Regions from separate parts of the Mus musculus genome. Here all the other regions are linked to region 2. The links are chromatin contacts, called in public HiChIP or PLAC-seq, capture Hi-C and promoter capture Hi-C maps. All regions are on one chromosome and are shown on one strand. The core of a region is the stretch at or near the end of the contact, and the rest is flanking DNA. Distances in the headings are between cores, read along the strand shown.

Region 1 (5,141 bases), core at 239-2,738, 760 kb before region 2:
AGGACAACTTGTAGGTTTTCTTTTGTACCTGTCAGTTCTTTGGACTACGCTCAGGTTATCACACTTAGTGACAAGTGCCTTTACCTACTGAACTAGCCCTCAAAACCTATAATTGGAAAAACCATTCCTTGATGAGCAGGCACATATGCACATGTGTGTGCTCACGTGTGCACATGCGCACACACAGGTGTGCACACACAGAGACACACTCGCGCGAGCTTTGCGCGCGCGCGCGCGCGCACACACACACACACACACACACACACACACACACACACACACACTACCTTTCCTGTGTTTTGTAAGGTCTCTAAGGGCTAGAGGGAGCATTCCCAAATGCACTTTGGAAGCCGAGGCATCCAGCACCCTTTTCCTCTGATAGTGATGCTCAATGTCTCACCTAGAAGGGCAAGGATAACGGAAAAGGACAGGAAGCCAGTGTCTCTTCATCAAGTTAAGTCACTCAGGGAGGTTTAAGGTCTAGGCTCACATTGGTTTGAGCAGGCAGACATCTTTAAACTCATTTTAGCACACTCCAGGCAAGTCCAGGGCTGTGACTGCCTGTCTTCCCTGGCGCAACTGCAAGTTGCAGGTGGCTTATATTCTGTTATTTCTGTCTTTTCCAGCTGTTATTGTTACTATTTTTGATATCGGATAGCATGTACCTCAGGCTGGCTTCACACTCTCCATGTAACTGGGGATGATATTAAACATCTGATCCTCCTGCCTCTACTTTTCCCATGGTAAAATTATAAGGGGTGTGTCACTTCTAAGGACTGTTCTAAGGACTGTGCCCAGGTCTTTGTGCGCGCTAGGCAAACCTAAGTAAGACCAATTTAGCTGCGCTTTCAGCCTTCTCTTTCTCTCTTCTCTGTTTTGATGTTGAGGCAGGCTTTCTATAGCGGTCTGGTCTGGAACTCTCTATGTAGCTTAGAGTGGTTTTACACTTGTGGCTATCCTCCCGCCTCAGCTTTCTGAATGTTGGGGTCACAGGTGAGCTCCACTACACTCTCATCCCTACAGGTGCTTCCTTACACGGTAAGGCCAAGTCCACTGCTGCCCTCAGCAGCAGACCCTCTGGGGGGTCAGGAAGCCTGGATAACTACAACCGCAGGCTTCACCACTTTCAGTGAATCTGTCTCTGGTGACAAAGAGTGTGTACCACCGCCCTCCACAAGAATAAGGAAACAAGGCGCATAGAGTTGAAGCAAAGTGGTAGGCTTGAGCTCCTGGGCGCTGTCTTGGTGAGGAACTGACTCACACTCAAGGAGGTTGGATGCTTCTTCAGGTGGTGGCCACCACGGCAGCCAGAGCTCACGGTGCAGCCGCGTGATCGGGGGTGGAGGATGGGGGATAAGGGGTGGGACCGTCTGGAGCTTGGGCCCGCGGCACCCCCGGGAGGCCCCACAGCCTGTTACCCTAAGAAAGCCCCTCCCCACGGGCGGAGACGGCGCCGAGAAGTCGCCGCCCCGGCCCCACCGCCGGGCCAGTACCCCGAGGCCACGGCCGCAACACCAAGTTCTCCAGCAGGCTGTCGTGGAGCATGGGGTGCTGATGGCCATGGAGGGCTACCGGGGCTTCCTGGGGCTGCTGGTGTCCGCGCTGCTCGTGGGCTTCCTGTCGGTGATCTTCGTGCTCATCTGGGTCCTGCACTTCCGAGAGGGGCTTGGCTGGAACGGCAGCGGGCTCGAGTTTAACTGGCACCCGGTGCTCGCGGTGACCGGCTTCGTCTTCATCCAGGGCATCGGTACTGGGATCCTCGAGGGGGTTGGTGGGGTCACTGCGCGATGGGACCCGGGACGCCGTCGTGGATTCCAAGGAATTCATGAAACTAGGGAAAGTTACTCAGGTGGGCAGGGCCTGCGCAGTCAGGGACGCGAAACCCCAGCTTCGGTGAGGCTGGCCTTTGAACTTGCTTCAGGTCTCCTAGGCGGGGAGCTCAAGTCTCCGCGCAGCATCGTCAGTTGGTGCCTCTCCATCCTTTCCCCTGTCCTGTTCTTTCCTCCGGAGTTCTGGGCACCTCCATCAGTCACCGGCTGCTGCCTGGCTGCGCTCCATTTGTTGATGTGGCGAAAGTTCCTTGGCGGAGTTTTGTGGTCTTGAATCTGACAGGGAGATGAAAGCTGAGAGTGGCCCCAAGGGACCGCTGGACGCCCGGGATCCATCTATCTCTCTCTCTCTCTCTCTCTCTCTCTCTCTCTCTCTCTCTCTCTCTCTCCCCCTGCAATTCTACTCTTCATCTTCACTGTCTTCTTCAGCTAATGGGGCACCGCACGTTTCACTTTTCCAAAAAGGCGGTGACAGCGAGAATGCATTCAGAAAAGCCAAGCTGTTGTGCTGGGCTTGCTTAGCACAAACTGTTTGAGAGGCTCGGAACAGGTTCTAGCAGCCTGGCTTCTGAACAGGCCTCCTCTTCTTCACCAATACTAAAAGTCCCACAAATGAGCAAACAGAAGCACTGGCTTCGTTCCTAAAGAAAAATGTGTGTGTGTGTGTGTGTGTGTGTGTGTGTGTGTGTTGCACCCCCCGCCCTCCCCCCCCAACCCCGCGCATGCTTTAAACCGGTGCTACGGCCTCCAGCAAGAGTGGTCAGCCTTCTTCCATGGGAATCTGGAGAAGGTAATACTAATGCTGAGCTACTGTGGTGTGAGGTAGGCATCCAAGCCATTTCGCTGCAGAGTTCCCAGCTATTTGGCCACTACCCTAAAATGAGAAAAACATATCCAGGTTCTAAAGTTCCAACCACCAGAAGCACTCTTTCCATCACGGTGGAGCGCTTTCGTTTGGCCAGAGTTGTTAATATCCTCTGTTTAATTAAATAGTCCCAAACACCTCTTCGTGGCTTCCAGCCACCCAGAACAGCTCCGGACGCCGTGAGACCCTTTAGATGTTTGGACGGAGTGCTGTAGTTGAGGGTGAGGGAAACACAGATGACAGCGGGTTACCTGTCAGGCGGGTTAACCCAACAGAAGACATTCACAAAAGTACAAACATTCCTGAGCATCTTCTGTGTCTTCACTGGATGCATTATATGAGTGTGAGCCGACGCAGAGGCGCTAACCCATGGACATAGAAATTCTTCTAAGCGCCTTATTCTCAACAATTCCCCCTCCCCCCAGTGCTCTTCGCTTTTATGGCAATATGCTCACTTTCTGAAACATGGACTTTACAGCAAGCCAAAATATCATCTAAAATATACTTTGAGACTCTCCATTCATATTGGAACGCATTTCACTCTTTTCCTAAAGATTTCTACTTTCTCTAAACTTTGCACTTAATCTGTTTACTTACCTTGGTGCAAAAACACGTATACGGGTGTACTGGAATTTTCATCTGCTGCTCTTAGACAAGGCTTGTTTCTTCTAAGCTCAGTACGTCTGTTTGTGCTAATGTTCCACTGCTTGGCTGGTCAACATTTACAATCCTGGTTACAAGGATTCTCGATTTGCAACATGGTTGCAACACGTTTTAATCACATAAAGTGGTTAATGAACATAAACTAGCTTTTTCATACATGTAGCCGCATGCAGAGTTCTTATTAGTTCTTCCATACCTTGGTCCACAAATACTCCTCATCCCATCAGTGAGAAGGCAGCATTGATTGGAAGGAACAAACACAGATCCTCTTCTGTTTAGAACCATCTTAGATGCTCAGCAAATCCATCCGAAGTTGCAAGTTGAGGCTGCATTTGCTACACCTGACTCGTGGCTTAGCAACTGTATACCATAGAGTGTTACTGTTTATAACCTTGAGATTGAGTGCCTAGCTCATTGCCACTGCCCAGGTCAAAATCAGATTAGATAGATCAAAACTTAAAGTACACTCAAGGGATTTCAAGCCAAAGTAAAGTTAGAAAAAATATTGAGCCATCCTAAACCCTCCAAAGACATATGATGTTGACTTTAGAGGCTATGAGGAAAACACAGGTCAAACACTACCCACGTTGTCCCAGGGTGTTGTATTGTGTGTAATTGCTTCAGGGATTTTTTTTTATTTTAAACTTATTTATTTATTATTGATATGAGTACACTGTCACTGTCTTCAGATACACCAGAAGAGAGCATCAGATCCCATTACAGATGGTTGTGGGCCACCATATGGTTGCTGGGGATTGAACTCAGGACCTCTGGAAAAGCAGTTAGTGCTCTTAACCACTGAGCCATTTCTCCGGCCCCTGCTTCAGGGATTTTTATGCTATGAGATGTTATATTTCTAGTAGAGGCTGTGATATGAGCTATTCTGTATCTCCTATAAGCTGGCATTTGGAGCTGATGCAGGAATAGCTAATACACAACCACTGCCATACGTTTAAAGTACTTTACATATGTGTTAAGCAAACAGGATTTGAAACTGTTAAGCGTGAGACTGGGTCCTTGGAACCTTTATGAATGGAGTAAGCGGCAGGACGAAGCTACAAAGACGGGGCTGTGTTGTTAAGAGCACTGGCTGCTCCTCCAAAGGACCTGGGCTCAATTCCCAACACCCACATGATGACTCACAACCAACCATCTGTAACTCCTGTTACAGCAGATCCTAACGCTCTTCTGACCGCCATGGGCGCCGGGCATGATTGTGGTACACATACATATATGCAGGCAAACTACACATAACAAAAAGGTTTTAAAAGAAGCGAAAAGTAAATCTTTCCTCTCCATCCCTCTCACCAGACATACTTATGGAAATATATGTATTCCTAAAGTATAATAGATATGGGAGGGTCTGAAAAAATGAAGCACACTTGTTATGGTGTCTAGACTGGCCTTGAATTGACATACAAGGGATCTTCTTGTTAGACCATTGCAAGTCCTGAGGCTACAGGTGTGTGCCACCAGTCTCTGCTAAATAAAAATTCAGACTAATGTGAAATCTAGCCACACTATGACATGAATGAGGAAGAGTTTAGACGAGGCATTGTGCTTCTCTATAGCAAATGCTTCCTGCGAAATAAAAATACTTCAGGGAAACCAGAGAAACTGGCCATTGTAAAGAGGGCCACAGAGGGAAACAATTGAACGCTCGCCAAGTGGCAGCTGACCTTTTTAAGGGTTCAGCGTGCTGGAATGGATTCTTTAGTGAAAAGTGGAAAATTCAGGCATCTACATTAGTGAAAGGAGGTCTTGGCAATTTTACACTCCTTCCT
Region 2 (5,471 bases), core at 1,192-3,691:
CATTAAGAAAAAAACAAGCCGGGCGGTGGTGGCACACACCTTTAATCCTAGCACTTGGCAGGCAGAGGCAGGCGGATTTCTGAGTTTGAGGCCAGCCTGGTCTACAGAGTAAGTTCCAGGACAGCCAGGGCTACACTGAGAAACCCTGTCTCTAAAACAAACAAACAAACAAACAAACAAACAATAAACCAAAAAAGAAAAAACAAAAAAACCAAACCAAAACCAAAAAACCCTCTAGGGGCAGGAGAGATGGCTCAGTGGTTAAGAGCACTGACTGCTCTTCTAAAGGTCCTGAGTTCAATTCCCAGCAACCACATGGTGGCTCACAACCATATGTAATGGGATCTGATGCCCTCTTCTGGTGTGTCTGGAAACAGCTACAGCAGTGTACTCATATAAATAAAATAACTCTTAAACGAAAGAAAAACAAACCTCCATCTGGTGAAGGGGCTAGATTCTCTGGCCTGGGTGGAGAGCTAACATTGCAGTTGGGCAGTGTCAATCACCTGGCCTGGGACTGCTAGGAAAGCAAACTCGCCTTCAGCTATCCTAAATAGGTAGAAGAAATATTTTGTCCTTTAATGAGATATTGTACTTTTCCTTCCCAGAATTCCTCCTTCCCCAACACTGTTCCTATAAACCACCATGAGGTACTGGGTTGGAGTCAGAAAGGCACAATTTTCCCTTTTTTCCTCCCTCCCTTTACCCCCTCCCTCTTTGATGCTGCTTTTTCTGATACTTTGGGCTTCCTTACCCTTTTCTCTAAGGCCCCCCTTCCCACCCTGTGGCAGACCTCCATCTGACCTCCATGCCAGTAACTGGAGCAGCATAGGTCTTTTCGTTGGTTTGTGCTTTTTTGTTTGTTTGTTTGTTTGTTTTCTTTCTTTACCCCATTCTCCTCCTCCAGGCAGCTGCTGAGATGCACAGCTTGTTTACCTTGGAGGTTTTTTTTTTCTTCTTTTAAACTTTAATAAAATTATCCTTGAGCTTCCACTTTAGTCTATTCTTAAACTCTTTTCTAAATGAGACTAAGAACCCCAAGAGGAGACCACAATTTCTACTGGATACTTGAGGAAAAACAATTTTTCTTTCTCTAGAATCAAAACCACTTGCTTTTGTTTCCATGCGGACAATATCCCCGCTTTGTGCTACACACAGTTTGTTGGATACAGAATAACAGCTTTCTTTAAAGGGACTCTGATCTAATTTCTGTTTTTCTGTGTATGTTGGGGGAGGGTGGGCAGGTATTTGTTTCTTTGTTTTCAGATAGGAGTCAGAATAACAGGCTGGCATGATTTCGGATGACCTTAGAATTCTCACCTCCCACATTGCTGCTTCCACTTGCAGATCGCTGAAATTATAAACCTGGGCCAACACAATGTGGGGGGGTGGGGTGGGGGGGGTTGCTTTTGTTTTTTCTTTCCTTGTGCTGGGGATGAAACGCAGGGCTTTGGATATGAGCTACATCCCAGACTTCATGATTTGTGTTTTTTCAAAACCCAATAGCGAGCGGGGCAGTGGTGGCGCATGCCTTTAATTCCAGCACTTGGGAGGCAGAGGCAGGTGGATTTCTGGGTTCGAGGCCAGCATGGTCTACAGAGCGAGTTCCAGGACAGTCACGGCTATACAGAGAAACCCTGTCTCATAAAACATAAACAAAACCAAAACAAAACCCAAAAGCGACCAGCATGGAGCTATGAAGTGTTATTCGGTGTGTATTCTACATAATTGATAAACTTCACACGTGGCAGGATAGTTTTCTTGCACCTAAGACACAGCAAATGTTAGGGTAGTTGGATGGGGACTTTACAGTGTTCAGAAGACAGACGTGATTTTCGTGGGGTTAGATATTAAATATGTTCTAATTCTACATTCACTATCTCTATACATTGAAAAGATGGAGCAGGCACATTGTAACTCTAAGATGAGTTAACAGAAAAAGAGCGAGTAGTCTTTAAGTACTGTGGCAATATTGCTTGCATAAAGTGTTTCAACGCGCTCTTCCCGGGACTTTCGTTGCTGTGGAATTCTTTAGAGCCACACCCCCAAGTTCAACTCTTGTACCACTGTTCGGCTGCACCTGCAAATCAAGGGCTTGCATGATCCAAGGGCAATGAGAACAGGCTCATTGCCAACGATCTCGCACAGCCTAGAGCTTTTCCGCTGAGACTGGGAGGGCGGAGGAAGTACGAAAGGGTGCAAAGGGGTGCAACACAGCGCAAGCTGGATCGTTTAAGCCGGGCTCCCACGGCGGCCACTCGCTCCGGGTGGTTTCAGCTGCACCACACCCCACAAAGCTCAGCAGCGCTCCCTTTTTTTTTTTCTTTCCCCGCCTCCGTCCTCCCAGGGCCCCGCCTACATGGGCGTGTCTTTAACCAGGGGCGGTGGCTAGCGCAGCCTTTCGCCCTCCTCCGTGCTGTCCGTGCTCCGCCTACGGGGGCGTGGTTCCAGCGAGGGGGCGGTGGCCGCAGCGCTGACAGCAGCTCCCCGCCCCCGCGGCCAGCCACGTCCCGCACGTAGCGCCCGGGCAGCGGCATACAGCCGCAGGTTGGCGCCCGGAGCTCCGGCTCCTCCGGCGGGGCTCGGTATGAGGCTGGCAAGGCTGCTGCGGGGCGGCACGAGCGTCAGGCCGCTCTGCGCCGTCCCCTGCGCCAGCCGTAGCCTGGCCTCGGCCTCGGCCTCGGGTTCCGGGCCGGCGTCGGAGCTTGGCGTTCCGGGCCAGGTGGACTTCTATGCGCGCTTCTCGCCGTCGCCACTCTCCATGAAGCAGTTCCTGGACTTCGGTGAGGGCGGCCGCTGGGCCGTCGGGCCTCTGTGCACGGGCCCCGTCCTCCCAGGCGCACCCCTCCTCCTCCCTCGTGTCGCCCCCCCTGCGTCTTAGGTGCTTCCTTCCTCCTCGGAGGGAGCGGGCGCTGGAAGGCCGGGCACGTAACAGGGACGTGCGACTATAGTGTGTTTAAAAAAAAAAAAAAAACTACAAACCCAAAAAAACAAAGCAGGGGGCCCGCGGCTGCAGCCTTCCGCGCACGTGCGTAGGTGCGCGCTTGGGGACCTGGTGTCTTTGGGGATGCCTTGCTCAGGTTCAAGGCCAGGGCTCAAACTGCTTCGAGGGTGGTGTTCTGCAGAGGCGAGATCGGTGCCAGCACAGTGGCGATCGTTTGGAGTGGCGTGATGGCTGGAAAACAAGTTACTACTGGCCCAGTGCTTTCCTCGCCAGTGTTTTCACCGAGAGCAAATTCGTTTCAACAGCAGCCAGTCTCAAGCACGTGTAAAGTGCATGGTCTTGTCTGTGTGTAACAGATTGCAGAACTGCAGAATTAGGCCTTTGACTTTTGGCTTCTCATCAGGAGTAATGAGGCGGAAAGGGAAATGCTTAGAATAAACTCTTAACATTGAAATCCGAAAGTTCTGGAGTAGAAAAAGTTATCTTCTGTGTCGTGCTGCCAGGTTATAACATGGTTAGCACGCACGAGAGATTAGTGGTGGGGGTAGGTACTTTATCTTAAAATTGTGGTTTGAAGTGACAGGTGCTTTTCCTTGTGTTTCTTTAGTAAGGGACTATGAAAGGCCCCCGTTTTGTGTGTGTGTTTTGCTTTTATTTGTGAATGCCTGTACTGTGGTGTAGCAATGTTCACCTTGTTCATGAATACGCTATTAAACTTTGGCAAGATGCTTTCCTTAATAATACTGCTACTGTTGACAAGATAGTTTTCTGCTAAGGTTCCATCTGCGAGGTCCACTTAGTTTCAAATGGATTGCTGAAATGTGACTTTTTTAGTTCAAGTGAAGGTGCTTGCCAGGGGAGGGACACTTATCAACTCTTCTGCCAAACATCTGGATTCAAGAGTGGAGGAAGGGGGAGGTGATGGTCTCAGGAATCAGACAACTGAGCTGGTTCCACTTGATGGTTGGTGATACTGTGTTGATGGTCTTTGCCTTCTGTTGCCTGAAAACCTCTGTACTGACTGTGTTCTGGTGGTATTTGTTCTGGTGGTTAGTATTTGTGTCTAGTCAATGACTTGGGTCAGAATTTACTCAAAAGTCGAGAGTCAGGATTTCTTTCTTTTCCTTTTTTTTTTTTTTTTTCTTCTTTTTTTGGTTTTTCGAGACAAGGTTTCTCTGTAGCTTTGGTGTCCTGGAACTCACTCTGTGGATCAGGCTGGCTTTGAAATCAGAGAGTTCCTCGTTCTTCTGTCTCCCAAGTTCTGGGATTAAAGATTCCAGCCATTACTTCCCAGCAGGAGTCAGAATTTCTAAAGGCAGCAGCAGTGGGGTATATAGAATTGGCCTTTCCCAGTTCTCTTCACAGGCCCTGAGCCTTACTGCAGACAGCTTACCTGAATCCTAGTCATCCTGAAGTATAACAAGTACCTACATGGTTGTACTGAGCATACATGGTTGTACTGAGCAGTTGGAATTTCAGGAATTGGAAGTCAGTTTGGAATCAGGATTACTTTATAGACCGGTTAGTTCAACTGTGCCTGGATATATCTTTGTTTCCTAGTTCCTTCCTCTCACTATGGTAAATGTACCGTTGTGGCCTTGCCAAGTGACTGACTCTCCTTTTCTCGCTCCGGCTACCGGTGCCTGTCACTCACTGCCTGTCACTGTGCTTGGTTTCAGGGTCAGTGAATGCTTGTGAAAAGACCTCGTTTATGTTTCTGCGACAAGAGTTGCCTGTTAGATTGGCAAATATAATGAAAGAAATCAGCCTCCTCCCCGACAATCTTCTCAGGACCCCATCCGTACAGCTGGTGCAAAGTTGGTAAGAGCCCATCTTTTTTGTTTTGCTCTGGTTCTGTTTGTTTGTTTTGAGATGGGGTTTCTCAGTATAGGCCTGGCTGTCCTGGAACTCACTCTGAAGACCAGGCTAGCCCCAAACACAAAGATCTCCCTGCCTCTGCCTTTGAGTGCTGGGAGTAAAGGCGTGTGCCACCACTGCCCAGCAAGTGTCCCATCTTGTGTTTACAATTACAGTGGACTTGTGAATTTTATCCAAGGTTAAAGAAAATACTTTTACATATTTTATTTGTTTGTTTGTTTGTTTTTGAGAGTGTTAAATTCTAATGAGAAAAGTAGTTACTATTTGTTAATGGCTATATATTTAGATACACATTTCGTTTTATTTTTTTCAACCATGCCTGGTAGGTGCTACTGACTCCTTTCACTGGTGAGGAAGCTAAGACCTGATACAGTCTTTGTCCAGGTGTGAGCACAGACACTGGAGCCCTGGGTTTCAATCCTGAGTGTGTCTCTCTTTGTTGTACCATGGTGTCTCAGAATGGTAGTGTGTATCCAGGGCTGTGTGTACTTTATTATAAAGTGAATTTATGTTGGTGAAGTATATCTTTTTCTATATTACAAAGGCTAGGGGATGGAGACGTAGTGTGGTAGAATGGCTGTCGGCATGCATTGGGTCCTGGTTTCAACCCCTAGCACTGCATAAACCGGAGGAAGTGGTACACACCTGT
Region 3 (5,052 bases), core at 596-3,095, 580 kb before region 2:
GGCATGTTGAGTAGCTGGGAAAGGCACTTGCCACCAAGCCTGATGATGTGAGTTCAGTCTCTAGGACCCACATGGCACATGAAGAGAACTGATTCCTGGAAGTCTTCTAACTTCCAAGCACAAATCAATAGATTTAATGATAAACTTTATTAGAGATAACTTAAAAATTATGTGACAAAGATAAGAGATCCAGCCAATAAATGGCACATACCCTGACCATGTGACCATTCACAATGGCTATTAAACATATAAAAGGAAATGCCAGAAGAGAGGCACAGTCAAAGAGACACTTCTAAATCCCCTGGGAGCATGCTACAGTATCAGTGACCCTTGGAAACATGCTATGGGAAAGAAGGCAGAGCCCAGAGGTTATATACCACATGGTTACATTTATAGGAAAAATTCAGAATTAGTGTCTATGGAGGAGTTTATTAATGAATGGCCACCTAGGGTATAGGGGTGAGGTGGGAAGACAGAAGGTGATAGCTAACAAGTATCTGTGTGTGTATGCGTGAGTGAGTGCGTGTGTGTGTGTGTGTGTGTGTGTGTGTGTGTTGGTGCTGGTGTGCACAGTGATGAGATTTGCTAACACTGATTCTGATGCTGGTGGTCTGTACTCTGTGGATATACTAAGAGCTACAGAATCGAACACATACAATATAGCATTAGAGGGTGACTTTGGGATCAGTAAAGCTACTATCCTTTTAGGGCCAGGGGCACAGCTCTGGTAGGGCACACACCCTGTAGGCACGAGGTCCTGAGTTTGATCCTCAAAATCAACCACGACATTTGCCTGAAAAATCCAGAGGACAAATGCTGAGAGGAAAGTCAACAGATGAAATAAAGAACAGGCGCGTGTTCCCGCAGGGGGAGGGTGGATATGGAGAGGCGCCTTGGATCTTGTCTTTGCCAGTTGTTGCAGATGAGATCACAATGCGGTCACTCTTTAGGATTAATGAGATAATCTCTACAAAATGTACAGTTGAGGACCGAAAGTCTCTATTGCTTGAAGCAGCATGTTAATTAGGCTGGATGGTAGACATGTGGATGTTCCCCGTATATTACTTTTTATCGATAAAGAACATAGGGTTTTTTTTTTTTATGTTGTTTTGGTTGGTTTGGGTTTTGTTGTTGTTGTTTGCATGTAGCTTTTTTGTTTTGTGAGGCAGGGTCTCACACTGTAACCCTGACTGGCCTTGAACTGGAAGTGATCCTCCTGTCTCTGCCTCCAGAGACCTGGGATTGGTAGAAGCTACCACACGCAGCCTTACCACACAAGTTTGAAAACTGACTGTGGTGTGCCTGCAAGAAGGCTCAGTGGGTAACGAAGCTGCAGGCAGGCCTGGTGACCTGACTGTAAGCCCTGAGACCCACATGGTGGAAGGTGAGAACTGGCAAACTGTCATCTCTGTGGCTGCGCTCTCTCTCTCTCTCTCACACACACACACACACACACACATCAGATCACATACATATCAAATGTATATCAAAAAAACCCAAACCTTAAGGTAAACTGATCATAGTGCCAAGAAGGCAGCTTGTGATGACTGCATGCTTCGGTATGTTGAGTCTTGATCGGAGCCCTTACATAACACACACACACCGATTAAAAACAGAAAAAGACCATCGAGGCATGGAGGCTCCTCCCATCCTTGCATCCAGAAGGGAGAGGCAGGTGGATCTCTAGGAGCTAGAGGGCAGCCTGGTCTATATAAAGAGTTCCAGGCCAGCCAGGGCTGCAAGCTGAGGCCCTATCTCAAAACAAAAGCCAAGGAAAGCAGAGCAGCAGAACACAGGCTGCAGATCTGGAATCTCCACTGTTCTCATGGCAACAGCATTCCCTCCCAGCTACAAGAAGCTTGGCCTGGGCGCTCACTAATCCCTTTGCTGGGAAGAGCTTCCAGCTCAGTTAGGGCCTTCCTTGCTGGCTAACCTAGTAAGCTTTAACACTGGGCGCTGGGGAAGAGCAATGTGATTTGCTCAGCCATGCTAGCCCAGCACTCAGCTAACTGCCCTGAAGGACACTATACATCCGGTCTGATCAGTACCAATAGGGGCGTGGACTCATTTTCAAAGCCCAGTGAAATTGCTTTCCACACTGTTGATTGGCTTCACTCAAGGAAGAGTTTGTCCTCTGTCCCACGGTGCCTGCTGGTCTAGAAACAGAGGCCTGGCCACTCATCTAAGACTTTATTCTCTGGTTTAGTTAACTGACTTTTGAGAGAAGTGCTAGGCTAGGCTTTAACAATCATCTACCCTGTGGTATGACGGCTCATCAACAGAAAAAAAAAAAAAAAAAAAAAGAGCTTTGTAAGTGGTATAAGCCTGTAATCCTGGTCTCCAGGAGGCTAAAGAAGTAGCATCATGAGGTTAAGGCCAGCCTGGGCTACAGAGTAAGACTGTCAGAAAAAAAAGAAAAGATAAAAATGCCACTGCCACATTTTCTTTCCTCTTTGCCCAGAGTTCAACATCGCTATTTCTCCTACTATCAGCCAATCAAAAATCGGCCATTAATCATCCATAAGTAAAACATGATTAAGGGATAAATTCAGTGTTAGCCAAACCCTCAGGACATCTTAGACTTCACCTATAAACAAGAATCCACACCTAGAAAGAGCAAAGGAATCCAGTTTCTGATTCTTGCTTAACCACTTAGGTCACAGGTCAGATAAGAGAACAGGCCAGTTTATGACCAAAATCCTCTACACAGCACAGAAATAATTAGCTGTTTGGAAAACAAAATGTACAACCTTCTTGTTTCTTTTTCTTTTCCCAGATAAGGCCTCATTTAGCCCGGGCTAGCCTCAAACCCAGATGTAGCCAAAGATGACCCTGAAATTCTGATTCTCCTAGGTTAGCCACCCTGGTCTGGGAGTCACAGGCACGCATTACAATCCTCTCCACGACAAAAGATGCTCAGCTTTCAGGAGATCACAGGTATGCATATGCTGTGGTCAGCATGAGTTAGGAAGCTTCCTAGCCAAATGGAAACTAAAACCACCAATATATTTCTCGTTTACACAAAAGTGAAACAATCACAGCATCTAGTTACAATATGAGAGAGGAGTAGACTTTTGTAGACACATGTAAGCAAGGGCTTTACTTCTGTCTATCATTTATCATTCATAAAAAATAAATTGAGCCAAATAAGTCTCCTCCATGAGAAAGCACACCCACCCATGATGTACAAGCAAACACACAAGCCTGGCCTTCCCCCCACACAAGGCAAGGGTCCAGCTGACACGCATCATGACAGAGAAGCCTGGAGCAATTGCTCCTCTGACCCCAGGGACATCTTCTCTGAATTAAAACTTCTCAGGTCATTGACCTCATCGTCTCAGGCTCCATAAGCAAGTGAGAAGGTTTTTGTGAAGACCTCCAGCTAATCCAACTAGAAATCATTAACGTTTTCAGGACCAAAATGGACTACGAAAGCCTCAGGCAAACCACTTTATCAACTGTGAAACAGATATTGCTCGGAACATTTGCTGAGCTGCAAGCTTAGATGTGTCAGCCAGTCTAAATCCAATGTAATGCTTACACCTTAAAAACAGAAGCCTCCGAGCTCTACAAAAATCACAATCTCAGCCTCTGGCTTTGGAATTTTTGCCAATTGCTACAATATACTTATAGTCTCTTTGTGTTCCTTGCAGCCTCATAAAAAGGCTTATGGAAATGCAATGGCACACTCATAGCTACACATAAAACTGAAGGGCCCAATTAACTTTACAGTTTCAGAGAAGAGCAATGGACAGGAACTACACCTGCTATTACATTTCCTTTGATACTTAAACAAACAAACTTAGGAATTAAAAAAAGTCTAGAAGGGGGGCTGGAGAACTGGCTCAGCTGCTAAGAGCACTTGTTGCTCTTATAAAGGACTCAGGTTCCAGCACTCACATGGTGGCTCACAAACATCTATAACTCCAGTTCCAGGGGATCTGAAACCTCCTTCTGTCCACCAACGGCACATAGATGTACCCAGTGCACTTCCACGTGCACAAGCAAAACAGAACACTTTAAAATTACATATATTGCTCTTATGTTCTTGCCTCTTTCTTGCCTCCTGCCCCCTTGCACTCCATCCCCTTCTCCCACGTCTCTCCATGTGGCCAGAACCGGCCTCCACTTCTCCATTCTTTCCTCTCTGCCTTCTCTGCCTCTGCTACTCTCTTAACTCCCCTCCCCATGTCCTGAATAAACTCTATTCTATACTAAATAAATAAAATTACATATATTATATATACATATATGTATACACACGTGTGTGTGTATATATATATATATATATATTCTAGATGATAGAGCTTCAGAAGCTTAAAACAAACAAATGTGGTGAAAATAATACTCAGAATCAGATTATGTACTAGGGAGGAGGATCAGTTAGCTGGCAATCCCCACAAGCCACATAAAGCCACATGTGGTGACTGTCTTGGGAATCCCAGTGATGGTGAGGGTGGAGCCCAGAAGATCCCCAGAGTCCATGTTCAGCCAGTCAGGCCTAATTGCTGAGCTTCAAGTGGATAAGCGATTCTGTCTCAAAGGAGGTGGATAGTTTTCTTGAGGCTGACACCAAGGTTGTCCATACATAGCATACACTCATTCTAAAACATCCCTCAAAGGCAGTCCTTTGAGTTAAAGGAAGATGTTGGACCAGTGGGTAAAGGTGCCTACTCCCTAAATTCAATGCCCTGGACAAACAGGATAAAAGGAAAGAACCAAAATCCCAACAGAATGGAAGGAAAGACCCAGCTCCTGAAAGTTTATCTCTGGCCACCATATCATAATGCAACACACACACACACACACACGCACACACACAATGCAATAAAAAAATTTAAAGGGAAATGTTACTCATATTTCATGCCTACTTTGCAGAAAGGTTAAAGGAATAATTTTGCTACAAGAGACACCCATATTGATACATACGCAACCTCCAGCAAGGATTTCCGCCGGCAGTGGGATAGAGCCATCTCTTTTGGTAAATTTGTCCCGGACAAAATCATTAACCTAATTAGGAAGACAAGATCAGCTCATCAGAATTTCTGCACA
Region 4 (5,135 bases), core at 746-3,245, 660 kb before region 2:
CTTCTTCTTCTTCTACTCCTTCTCCTTCTCCTTCTCCTTCTCCTTCTCCTTCTCCTTCTCCTTCTCCTTCTCTTTCTCCTTCTCCTTCTCCTTCTCCTTTTTCTTCTTCTTCTTCTTCTTCTTCTTCTTCTTCTTCTTCTTCTTCTTCTTCTTCTTCTTCTTCTTCTTCTTTTTCAGTACCATGGTACTTTTCTGAATCTTGTTTTCATGATTAATTTTTTCTTTCTTTTTCCCTGGCTGTCCTGGAACTCACTCTGTAGACCAGGCTGGCCTCAAACTCAGAAATCTGCCTGCCTCTGCCTCCCAAGTGCTGCGATCAAAGGTGTGTGCTACCACTGCCCAGCCATGATTGATTTCTAATCAACTTTCCAAAATCAAAGACTCGTACCTGGAAGCATCTCTTAATGAAAGTATTTTTTTTCTTACCTACCTATTTCTATGACTTAGTTACACAATCTCATCTTAACAGTTGATGGAACTGAGAACCCAGTGTTTCTCCGTTGAGAAGAGGAAAGTTTGTTTCAGCTCTGAGAGTGTGCAGCTCCATTCCTGGTACATGATGAATGGCTACTCATAACAATTTTCAAGTGACTAAACAAAAACTATTTGGAAAGAAGGAAACAAAGTCTGCATAACTAAACGCTCTTTGAAATTTTAAAGCTTCAAATTTGAGATCAATATTAAACTTAAACAATGTTCTTCCTGTCAGTTTTCTAGAAGATAAGAAAGTAATGCTTTGGTATTACCTTTAATATTTAGCAAATAACGCTTTAATACTTGGCAAATAATGCTTCAGATTATTCAAATAAATTCTTCAAGCCACATGCATCAGCCCATGCACTTCTGGTAAATTCTTATTTCAATTATTTTCTTTATATTAAAAATCTAACCAGATCCAATAGTATAAAATGCTTTCTTACCAAACACACTTTTTGGAGGAAACTATTCTGTTATAAAATACTAGAAATTATTTTTATGCTAATTATTTTTTTGTTTTGTTTTGTTTTGTTTTGTTTTTAGAGACAGGGTTTCTCTGTATAGCCCTGGTTGTCCTGGAACTCACTTTGTAGACCAGGCTGGCCTTGAACTAAGAAATCCGCCTGCCTCTGCCACTGTCTCCGGAGTGCTGGGATTAAAGGCGTGCGCCACCATGCCCTGCTTAAATTAATATATTTTTATTTAAAGATTTATTTATTTTATTTATACAAGAACACTGTAGCTATCTTCAGACACACCAGAAGAGGGCATCAGATCTCATTACAGATGGTTGTGAGTCACCAATGTGGTCGCTGGGAATTGAACTCAGGACCTCTGGAAGAGCAGCCAGTGCTCTTAACAGTTGAGCCATCTCTCCAGCCCCAATATATGTTTATTTTTGATCTTGTGTCACATGCTACAAGAATCCTCAATAATCCATGGCCCCTGCAAATCAATCTACGAGCACATGCCTATAAATAAACTTCTTAAAATGCCCTTTTCTCAGGTTCATTATGGAAAAACAGGACTTAAGATTTTGTTAATGTTGGGCCACAGACCTTAAGCAGCACATGCTGCATTGTAATCATTGTTCCACGGAAGAAAACACCTTCAATACAAACTCTGGAATGTTCTCATTAGCATTTTAAGGGCAGAAAGATGGCCTTGGTGCTGGGGACAGGAAAGCTAAGACTGACTACATATCCCAGCATTCCTTGCCTCTAGTGGGACCACAACTCCCACAGAGCTTCGCTCGCCCAGGCAGGGCGCCTGGTTGCCGGGACTTGAAGTTCTCTGGAGGTATTGAGGGCTCCGCCCCAGGATGTGAGGTGTGGTTGTCCAGCTTTTGCCAAAGCGGAAACGCTTCGGGCCCCGGGCCGGTGTATCTGTTTCAACCGGGAGATTCTGTTTTACAAAAGGTAAGTCACGGAGAGGCCGCCCCTCTGCGCTGGGCGGCAAAGACTCTGATTCTGTGTGAGACCGCGTCTCGGCGCAGCCATTTGTCCCTCGGCTCTCGCCGTAGCGGCCGCCGCCCATCCCTCTTTGTGTGCTTGGGACGCCGCGGATCTGCGGCGGCGACAGTTGGAGAGGGACGTTCCCGGGAAGTTACCGGCCAGAGAAAGCGATCTCCACTCCGCCACCTGACAGGTCGGTCGGCCGCGCTTCCTTCAAGTCCCTTTTGCCTCTGATGGCCGCTTTGGAGCTCGTAGGGCCGCCCGGCCGATATTCTGACAGCGCCGGCCCGGGTGACTCAAAGCGGCCTGGGGAGGCCACCAGGGCCCTTGGCAACCCTTCGGGACCCTCCGCAGGCGGCCTGGACCCTCGGGATTTGTCCTGCACCCGTCTGGTGGACCTCGGACACACCCCAGCCCGGACCGCACCCTCTTGGCCTTAAGCCTAGGGAGAAAGTAATTCCTTAAGCTTTGCTTGGTTTTTATTAATAAAGATCACTACTACTTGGGTCAGTAGCAATGACCAGGCACCTAGCGTGTGTGTTGGAGGTCTCTGAACACTGTGATTGTAAACATCATTCTAGACACTTTCCTTTTTCCGGAGTTTTAAGAAAATGAACCTGTCAGTCACGGAGCAGAGGCCCTGACCTGTCTGATAATGAGGGAGCTAACTGATCGCCCGTGCTTCAGCGGGACAAAATAGTTAGAGTTGAAGGAAGAAGTATTTCTTCAAACTAGATTCCAGGCAGTATTGGTATATTGTTGACAATTGGTCCTAAACAGAAAATAATATGTATTATTTATCATACATAATACAAAAAAAAATCATACAGAGTGATGTGTATGGAAACTTTCTTCAACAGCCCTTACAGTATGAAGCTTTTTAGAGACCTGAAAAGAGTGGGTGAAGAAACACGAGCTTTGCTTTGCGAGTTTGTTCAAATGACTTGGTTGGGAGTATATATAAGAGTGTATATTCTAGCTGCATATGTATCAAAAGATGGCCTAGTCGGCCATCACTGGAAAGAGAGGCCCATTGGATACGCAAACATTGTATGCCCCAGTACAGGGGAACGCCAGGGCCAAAAAGGGGGAGTGGGTGGGTAGGGGAGTGGGGGTGGGTGGGTATGGGGGACTTTTGGTATAGCATTGGAAATGTAAATGAGCTAAATACCTAATAAAAAATGGAAAAAAAAGTGTATATTAAAGGGATTTCCTGTTACTTGCTCACTAGTTTTTGCCCACTGTCCTGTCTTTCTGAAGTACGCTACCAAGAATTCTCCCTTTTTCATTTACATAGAAGAATGTTTTTCATTTTCATAGATGAATTTTTCCTCCTTACCAAATTTGCCCTTAATCCAACTTTATTGTGATCCTAAGAGATTCCTAGACTTTTCAAGAGGTTATTAACCCAGTTTCCTTAATCAAAAGCATTTAATCCTGCAGTTGTATGGAGAGAGACACTGACAAAGGTTGAACCAGTAATGTAGAGAAGGTAACAAGGTCCTGGCTCCTACCTTACATTGAGTCCCTAGGTTACCTTTCCAGTTCAGAAAGCTCCTCGTTCCTCCCTCCCTCCTGCATAACAGTCAGTATGAGGACACGCTTGTGTTCGTAATCCCATCTACTTTGCAGATGGATCGTTTAGCAGCTGTGAGCTCAGTGTTAAGGTTGCTATGCTGTGAAGGTAACAAAAACCATAAAAACACAGCCCCCAACTCATCCAGATGACTATCTACCATGGAACATTTCAGGCCCATATAGATAATCATAAGAATGCCACAAGAAGGTGTTAGGTGGAAATATACTGTTTGATTGATTGTCATGGAACATCTATAGAATTTAAAAGAATTTTTAGGAACTTCCTGTTTAGCTATTCAGTGTTTTATTAAGTTTCTGGGAACAAAACACAGACATCTCTGGTAATAGTTTTGGTTTCATAGCTGAAGACATAAGCATTCTTTAAAAGCCTGTCTTGCCCTGTATGGCCCAGGCTGCCTGGAACTCAGAATCTTTGTGCCTCCCTCCTAGAGAGCCCAGATTACAGGTGTGAACTATCATACTCGTCTAGAACTTAAAACCAACAGTGTCGTTTGTTTTAAGCATTAGTTATGACTTTTATTATCTAGTACTCAAATACAGAGACATCAGAAAACATGGAATCTGGGTGTGCTGGCTAACTCTGGCACACCAGAGTCTGAGATAGGAGAATCGCCATGAGGACATCCTGGGCTACATTATGATTTCAAGGCCAACCTGGCTACAGTGACACATTGTTAAATTTGGGCTTAGGAACATGAAAACATCTATGTACTAGCTGTTGTGCTCAAGTTCTAGGAAATATTTCTTCATACATTTGTGTATAATTTTTCTTACATTTTAACAGTATGCATATATGGTTTTTGCTATTTTAAAAGTAGAACTTGTGTGTTCTCTATGGGTACCATTGAAATTCTTAGCTTCTTGGTACACCTCTTGAAGTACTTTTTTAAAAAAAGCCTGTTGCTTGTTCTTTTAAATCAATGTAATGATTATTGTTAATGTTGGCATGCTTTTTAAGGTCACAACCATGTCGGACAAAAGTGATTTAAAAGCTGAGTTGGAACGTAAGAAGCAACGGTTGGCCCAAATCAGAGAAGAAAAGAAGAGGAAAGAAGAGGAAAGGAAAAAAAAGGAAGTATGTTTGATTCACTAAGACAAGCAAAACCCTTGAGTATGAGTCAGGGCATTCCATAATATCGTCAGTACCAGTGCAGTTCCCAAGCTGTTATTGCCTGTGCAGCATTATCAGTGAATTGTACTTTGAAGGCAGGTGTACGAAGATGAGGAAACTGGTCCAGGGTGATGTTTTAGTGGGCTGAATGTATTTCATATAATTTGATGCATTTCTAAGATTTGAGCTATGGAAGTTAAATTTACTCATATAGTCTTCTAGAAATATATTTTCATGCAAAGTAAGGATCATCTGCATTATAGTACGTTATAGTACACACCTGAATTAAGATAACACACATATATGTGTATACATGTAATAAATTAGTTTATCAGAATAAATTCATTGTCCAGATAATTTGATAATTTGCTAGAATGATATTACTGGCAAACTGAAATATATGTAACAATTTATTTGAGTAGAAGATTTGCATATATATAACATTTGAAATGAGTTAGTCCTTGAAATATGGTTATTGATTTAATAGTACCAAA
Region 5 (5,474 bases), core at 614-3,113, 820 kb before region 2:
TAAGATCAATAGCACAGGAAGGGAGCATTCAGAAGGCCGGGTAAGAATGGGGACTGCCCAAGCCGTGAATATTGTGCAGTCCCTCAGCCAGCTCACTGGCTGTCGACTGTGAGGAAAGAAACCACTTACTATGATGATTTAGGGGCCAAGCTTGATGCCTCGTGGAAAAACCTGAAAAACACTGAGAGGCAACTGGCCTTGAAGTACCACCCTGGTAAGAGTGGACGTGAAGGAGAAGCAAGTAAACAGTCTTCTCAAGCGCACAGAGTTTCCAGAGGTTAAGCATTCAGACCTGGGAGAAACTGGGGGGACTTTGGTCCAAACCAAGAAAGACAGCGCCATTACAGTAGAGCAGCAAGTGAGGGGCATGGCCCTCATGTCTGAATGGGTGGTCTGCATCCAGTTGTTGGGACTTAATATGTTAAAGTGAATGCGCGGAAGGTATGATCACAATATGCCCACTACTTGCTACTGTTTTTGTGGTAATAGTGGAGCATAGTGGCATCTTAGAAGTCATGTGAAAAACAAGCACAGAAACCAAAGCTCAGCCATGGTGGGAGAGCACAGAAAGACAAGAGCTGCGACAAGAAAGACAAAAAGGAAATGATGAGTGCAATTCAGCAATGATTTGCATTTCGCTTCAGCCAAAGAAAATCCAGCTATATTTTTCTGGGTTCCAGCATTTCAGTGACAGCTGCATTCATGAATGACCAAATTAACTATTGTGGAGCTTTCTAAAAATATACAAAGCACTCACTCCACCGTATGCTATAAGCAGGTCATGAAATATCAGGGGGGGAAAAAAAAAACCTCCAACAAAACAACCAAACAAACAAACAAAAAAGCCAGACCCCGAAGGAAATGCATCAAGGGTATAAGAGTTTTCCATTTAAAACAACAAAATGAAACGGCTAACGTTTGATCCAGCACATCCATCCTGTACTGTACTTCTGTCGATCAGAAAGCTGGTGTGCTTACTGACTTTTTCTTTAAGCACTTAAGATCACGGAGTGGCATGCCAAGTCTATTAAGTCTATGTGGGAGATGCAGACACCACACTAAAGGGGTTTACAATGAGGTTACGGGTCGCATTTGGTATACAGTTACGGAAATTTTTAGTATGTTAGTAATTTTGAACACGCAGGCTGAGCTAGTTCACAGAGAATGTTATTTTTTACTTAGAGAAGTCAACCTGGATTATCTTAGGCAGTTCAATAAGAATGCAAACATTTCATATTTTATTCCCTATAAGGGGGAAAAATGGAAGGAGGAAGAAAACACAGCAATTACCACAAAACCAGTCAGGGTCCCCGCTGGCCACACAAGGACGAGCCTTTGGGAAGGAGAAATTCAATCCTACTTTGATGGGAAAAACAGCAACTTTCACCACTAATTACCATACAAAAGCATAGTGGTTACACAACTAAATGTTGAAGTCAACCTCATCCACAACGTCCCAAGTGCGGCTGAGGGAAAGCCACGGGGCGTACCTTTGGAGGGTCCCACTGGCCACAACGCCCCTCTGGACGCGTGGCCAGAGCCTTGCAGGGCCAAAGGAGGGGTTGGCAGTCGTCCCACGACCAGGGCAGAAAGGGACTGCTTCCTGGGACACACAGGTGAAGCGACACCACCAGGTGGCTGCACAGCACCCACCAAAGCTATCCAGGTTTACCGCGTGCAGCCCGGAAGGCTACCCGACCCACTGCGCAGCCCTACGGCGCAGCCTATTAGGGCCAGGAGAGGCGGGCTAGGGGCAGGGAGGGGTGGGGCGGGGCCAGGCCAGCCCTCGCTCTGCCTGACGGGAATTGTAGTTCTGAAAAAGAAGCCATAGGGGCGGAAAAGGCCAAGGGGACTACATTTCCGGGAGAGGGAGTGGATACGGAGGGCCGCGAGGTGCAGCGTTAATCCCGAGAGCAGAAAGAAGGGCCAGGAAGGCGCCGTTGATTCTGTTCCTTTGCGTCAAATCCGTGTGTCGCTACCTCTTGATCTCTGCCCCGAGTCCCCAGCGCGGGGTCCCGCGTCAGCCTTCCTTTGAGGTTCGCAGGTGGCGGCTGCCACCCCTCGCGGAAGTGAGGGGCGCGCCCCTCCTGGGCCCTGCGGACCCCTAGTCTCCATGGGCCGGACCCGGAAGGCCAATGTGTGCCGCAGGCTGAGTCGCCGGGCTCTGGGCTTCTATGCACGCGACGCAGGCGTGGTGCAGAGGACGAACCTGGGCATCCTGCGGGCGCTGGTGTGCCAGGTGACGCCCGCCGAAGTCGGGGTGCCCGGGGTCCAACCTCCTGCCGGGCTGCAGTTTTTTACGCGCTCTGATACCCCTTTGAGGGTCTTACGTGGGGAGGGGCATCCGTGTCCCGCAATTAGGGTATTAGAAAATAGGTACTCAGGTCCGCCGCCTGGCGTAGTTTTTAAAAAGCTTCTTTTGCCTTCCTGCAAACAATCGATTCAAAACTTGGGCATCCAACTAAACCGACATCTATGGGCAGAGGGAGAAAAAAAAAAAAAAAAAAGGAGAAACAATGTACTTTAAAACTGTAGATTTCAACTACCCACCGAAAATGGTTCCATAGCAGGGGACTGAGTTCTTTCCTAAACTGAAATTCTTTGTGTCTTTCAGGAGAGTACTAAATTTAAGAATGTTTGGACAACTCATTCCAAGTCACCTATAGCCTATGAGAGAGGAAGAATATATTTTGACAATTACCGGTGCTGTGTCAGCAGGTAAATTCTTGGTGATGATTTTTTTTTTTTTTTGCTATAATCCACCTGACCCTAGTTTTTATAGAACCACGTGGCTTCTTTAGTACTTAGTGAAATTGGAAGATGAAAAAAAAAAAAAAAATGAGTCCATAATAAAACTAGGTGGAAAATGCATGTGATCTTAAAAACTCGTTAAGTCTAAAGTTTCGGACTTCATCTTTGTAAATACTTTTATTTCACACAAAATTATAGCACAGGCAAAATAATACGTTTCTCAGCACAGTTTGCTGTTTTATACCCATTTAAAGATCAGAGTCCAGAAAATGGGTTGTGAAATAATTAGATGCTGCTTAGGAGACAGGCATTTTGTTTTAGAAGTACTTTTTTTTTTTTCCCAAGAGAAAAAAAATGTTCAAACAAAAGTATAGTATTTGTAGATAAATAGTATTTAACAGCCAGCCTCCATCCATTCAAGGTCAGACTGAAGAGAACGACACAGTGAATTGATGCTTCCATGCCCGTCACCTGGATTAAGGGATTATGGAATTGCCGCTCTTTATCTTTCACTTTGCATCTGTAAGAATTATGGGCATTTTTCTGTGTGCCAAGCTTCAGTGGTGTTGTTCCTCCGGAGCAAATCACCTTGTTGAGATAGGTTCTCCTTTCACTGGACTGGGAAGCTAGAATACCTGTAGACAGCCTGGTCAGCAAGTGCTATGAATTTGCCTGTCTCCACCTCCACAACTCTAGGAAAACCATGAGTATTGGGGATCTAAATTCCGGTCCTCATGCTTGCAGGGCACCAGCTGGAACTATCTCAGAAGTGATTAATAACGCCTAAGTTCTTTTCTTGTGGGATCAGAAACTGGAAGTCAGAGAGACTAGTGATTTTTGAGGTTTGCCTTGACTCCAGGAGGTATCTTTTTTTTTTTTTTTTTTTTTTGGTTCTTTGGCAAATCGCCCAACCTACAATTTATTAGCCTTTAGTGCTGGTGAATCTACCCATGTCCCTCGATTCGCCCTTGGATGTAACTTCCAGTGATTGACAGAGTACACACATACTTGAAATTCTCTGCATCTGTTGCAGGTAAAGTCAGTTTTATTAGAAAGAACTTGGGGCTGTTTCATGGCCTGCTTCTTTTCCCAGGCAGTCTTCAAGTCGACTCCACGGAGCTGGTCATGGGAGTCAATGCAGTGACTCCCCTAACAGAAAAAGCTGAGCAGTTTAGGAAGCTGAGGGAATGCTCAGGCCAGGAAAGAAAGATAAGGCCAATCGGGACCTTACAAAGAAAAGTGTAGTTAGGGCCCTGTTACTCTACACTGTAGTTATACCCAAGGTAGAGTCTCCATGGGAGCCCCAACTTTCAACTATACTAAGGTAGGACTCAGCCCCAACAACTCATGGCTTGGGCTGGATGAAAACAGGGTCACCCTTCCCATTCTCCAGAGATTGCCTTCCAAGTCAGAGCAGCAGGGGACAGATCCTGGCACTCAGTCAGTCATAACAGTTTAGAGCTGTGATAGCATCTTGTTGAGCTAGAAGAAGGATGCAGGGGAACATGCCTGGATCAAACACTGTGGGCTTCCACTGTCTTTACTGAATTCCAGGAGATTTTCTGGAATAAATGCTTCTCCCTATGCTTTTACGAAAACAGCCAAAGGCTTTAAGTGGTTTCCTTTCATTTCTTCAATTTTCCAGAAGGCAGTGTCTATAAGCCTCTGATTCTAGCAGTGGCAGTCTGGACATTCTCTTACACCATTCTCATGATGCCCATCCTCTGCCTTGCAGTGTTAACAGTGACTCTTAGGCACCGTTTCATACCCAGGGTGTTGCCTTCCCAAGTCAGAGACAGTTATTTTGATTTTAAAAAGTTCAGTCAGAGTAAATGCCATTGATTGCTGTCGCAGTGATAAATGATGCAGGTGTTCTTCACCGTTCTGTTGCAGAGGGTGGCACCCACAGTTAGAGTCACATGAGATTGCTTTCACTCCTGTGACATTCAGTTTGATTTAAACCTTTGAGTTACTGAGAGAATACCAGAGGTGAATAAAATGTCATCCTGGAAATTGTTTCTCTTCTCAGTAGTTGAACTTTAAAGTTCGTCAGTTAGAAAGAAAAAAAGACATCTATGACTGCATCTCAGTAGTTGTCAGAGTAGAGACTAGCTGGAGGTGGGGTAGGGGCCTGTAGCGTCAGCCCAGGGAAGCTGAGGCAAGGGGGATTGCTTGAGGACAGCTTGGGCAAGATTGTTTCCAAAGTAAGCATCCAGGATACAGTTTTCACTGTTTAGGTAAAGAGGGTGTATGTAGTTTGGGGGATGGTGGCCTGAGAGAGGGGGCACTGGCAAAGCCCCTGAAATGTTTCCCAGGCTACCTTGAAGTTGCTGGAAGATATATGTTCAAAGATAGTAGAAATAGACATATATTTAATATTTATGAAAGGAATAAAGTAGGCATAAAGAGTGTTTCTTTTTGTATCCACAAGTGCGCAGTCAAAATAATATGTCTTAGAGTTACTGTGCTGTTAGGAAACACCATGATCAAATAAACTTGGGGAGGAAAGAGGTTTATTTGGCATATATTTCTCCATCACTACTCATCTCTGAAGAAAGTCAGGACAGGAACTCACACGTGACAGGAACCTGGCGGCAGGAGGATATAGAGGAATGCTGCTTACTGACTTGCTCCCTCTGGCTTGCTTAGCCTGCTTCATAGAGAAACCAGGACCACCAGCCTAGGAATGGTACCACCCACAGTGGTACAGTCATCAGTCACTA

Evidence for each region. HiChIP or PLAC-seq counts read pairs in DNA pulled down with a chosen protein or histone mark. Capture Hi-C pulls out chosen DNA fragments and counts their contacts.
Region 1: a capture Hi-C map of macrophages shows a contact between it and region 2, with 3 times the contacts expected there. The contact joins the promoter of Cybrd1 here to the promoter of Pdk1 in region 2. A contact is called at or near these places in 4 of 39 promoter capture datasets (the 3T3-L1 cell line, hippocampal neurons and liver) and 1 of 9 other capture datasets (macrophages).
Region 3: a contact with region 2 is called in an H3K4me3 HiChIP or PLAC-seq map of stem cell-derived neural progenitor cells, with 3 times the contacts expected there. The contact joins the enhancer-like site here to the promoter of Pdk1 in region 2. A contact is called at or near these places in 1 of 39 promoter capture datasets (hippocampal neurons), 2 of 115 datasets of contacts at active chromatin or transcription factors (large pre-B cells and stem cell-derived neural progenitor cells) and 1 of 9 other capture datasets (macrophages).
Region 4: a promoter capture Hi-C map of liver shows a contact between it and region 2, with 5 times the contacts expected there. The contact joins the promoter of Dync1i2 here to the promoter of Pdk1 in region 2. A contact is called at or near these places in 15 of 39 promoter capture datasets (3T3-L1-derived adipocytes, the C10 cell line, the HPC-7 cell line and 11 more), 2 of 484 Hi-C or Micro-C datasets (bone marrow-derived macrophages and muscle stem cells), 3 of 115 datasets of contacts at active chromatin or transcription factors (astrocytes, microglia and neural tube) and 1 of 9 other capture datasets (liver).
Region 5: a promoter capture Hi-C map of adipose tissue shows a contact between it and region 2. The contact joins the promoter of Dcaf17 here to the promoter of Pdk1 in region 2. A contact is called at or near these places in 6 of 39 promoter capture datasets (the 3T3-L1 cell line, the HPC-7 cell line, hippocampal neurons and 2 more) and 2 of 9 other capture datasets (adipose tissue and liver).

Annotation. Positions count from the first base shown.
Region 1 is chr2:71,116,566-71,121,706 of GRCm38.p6, forward strand. It overlaps Cybrd1 (cytochrome b reductase 1), which reads left to right and starts at 1,489. Exons shown (of 4, transcript NM_028593.2): 1 at 1,489-1,747. The coding sequence starts at 1,555.
Region 2 is chr2:71,870,783-71,876,253 of GRCm38.p6, forward strand. Pdk1 (pyruvate dehydrogenase kinase, isoenzyme 1) reads left to right here and starts at 2,442. Exons shown (of 11, transcript NM_172665.5): 1 at 2,442-2,783; 2 at 4,624-4,765. The coding sequence starts at 2,588.
Region 3 is chr2:71,288,431-71,293,482 of GRCm38.p6, forward strand. It overlaps Slc25a12 (solute carrier family 25 (mitochondrial carrier, Aralar), member 12), which reads right to left. Exons shown (of 18, transcript NM_172436.4): 13 at 4,930-5,010. Among named protein-coding and RNA genes, the nearest start is that of Slc25a12, 77 kb to the right of the region's middle. Within about 2 kb of position 1,846, at least 58 of the 459 cell types and tissues checked have an H3K27ac peak or open chromatin away from gene starts, as enhancers often do. A contact at or near this core is called in hippocampal neurons and stem cell-derived neural progenitor cells, where this site is marked.
Region 4 is chr2:71,209,951-71,215,085 of GRCm38.p6, forward strand. It overlaps Dync1i2 (dynein cytoplasmic 1 intermediate chain 2), which reads left to right and starts at 1,996. Exons shown (of 16, transcript NM_010064.4): 1 at 1,996-2,124; 2 at 4,489-4,605. The coding sequence starts at 4,498.
Region 5 is chr2:71,053,881-71,059,354 of GRCm38.p6, forward strand. It overlaps Dcaf17 (DDB1 and CUL4 associated factor 17), which reads left to right and starts at 1,864. Exons shown (of 14, transcript NM_001165980.1): 1 at 1,864-2,239; 2 at 2,615-2,718. The coding sequence starts at 2,114. It overlaps Mettl8 (methyltransferase like 8), which reads right to left and starts at 1,726. Exons shown (of 10, transcript NM_145524.3): 1 at 1,491-1,726.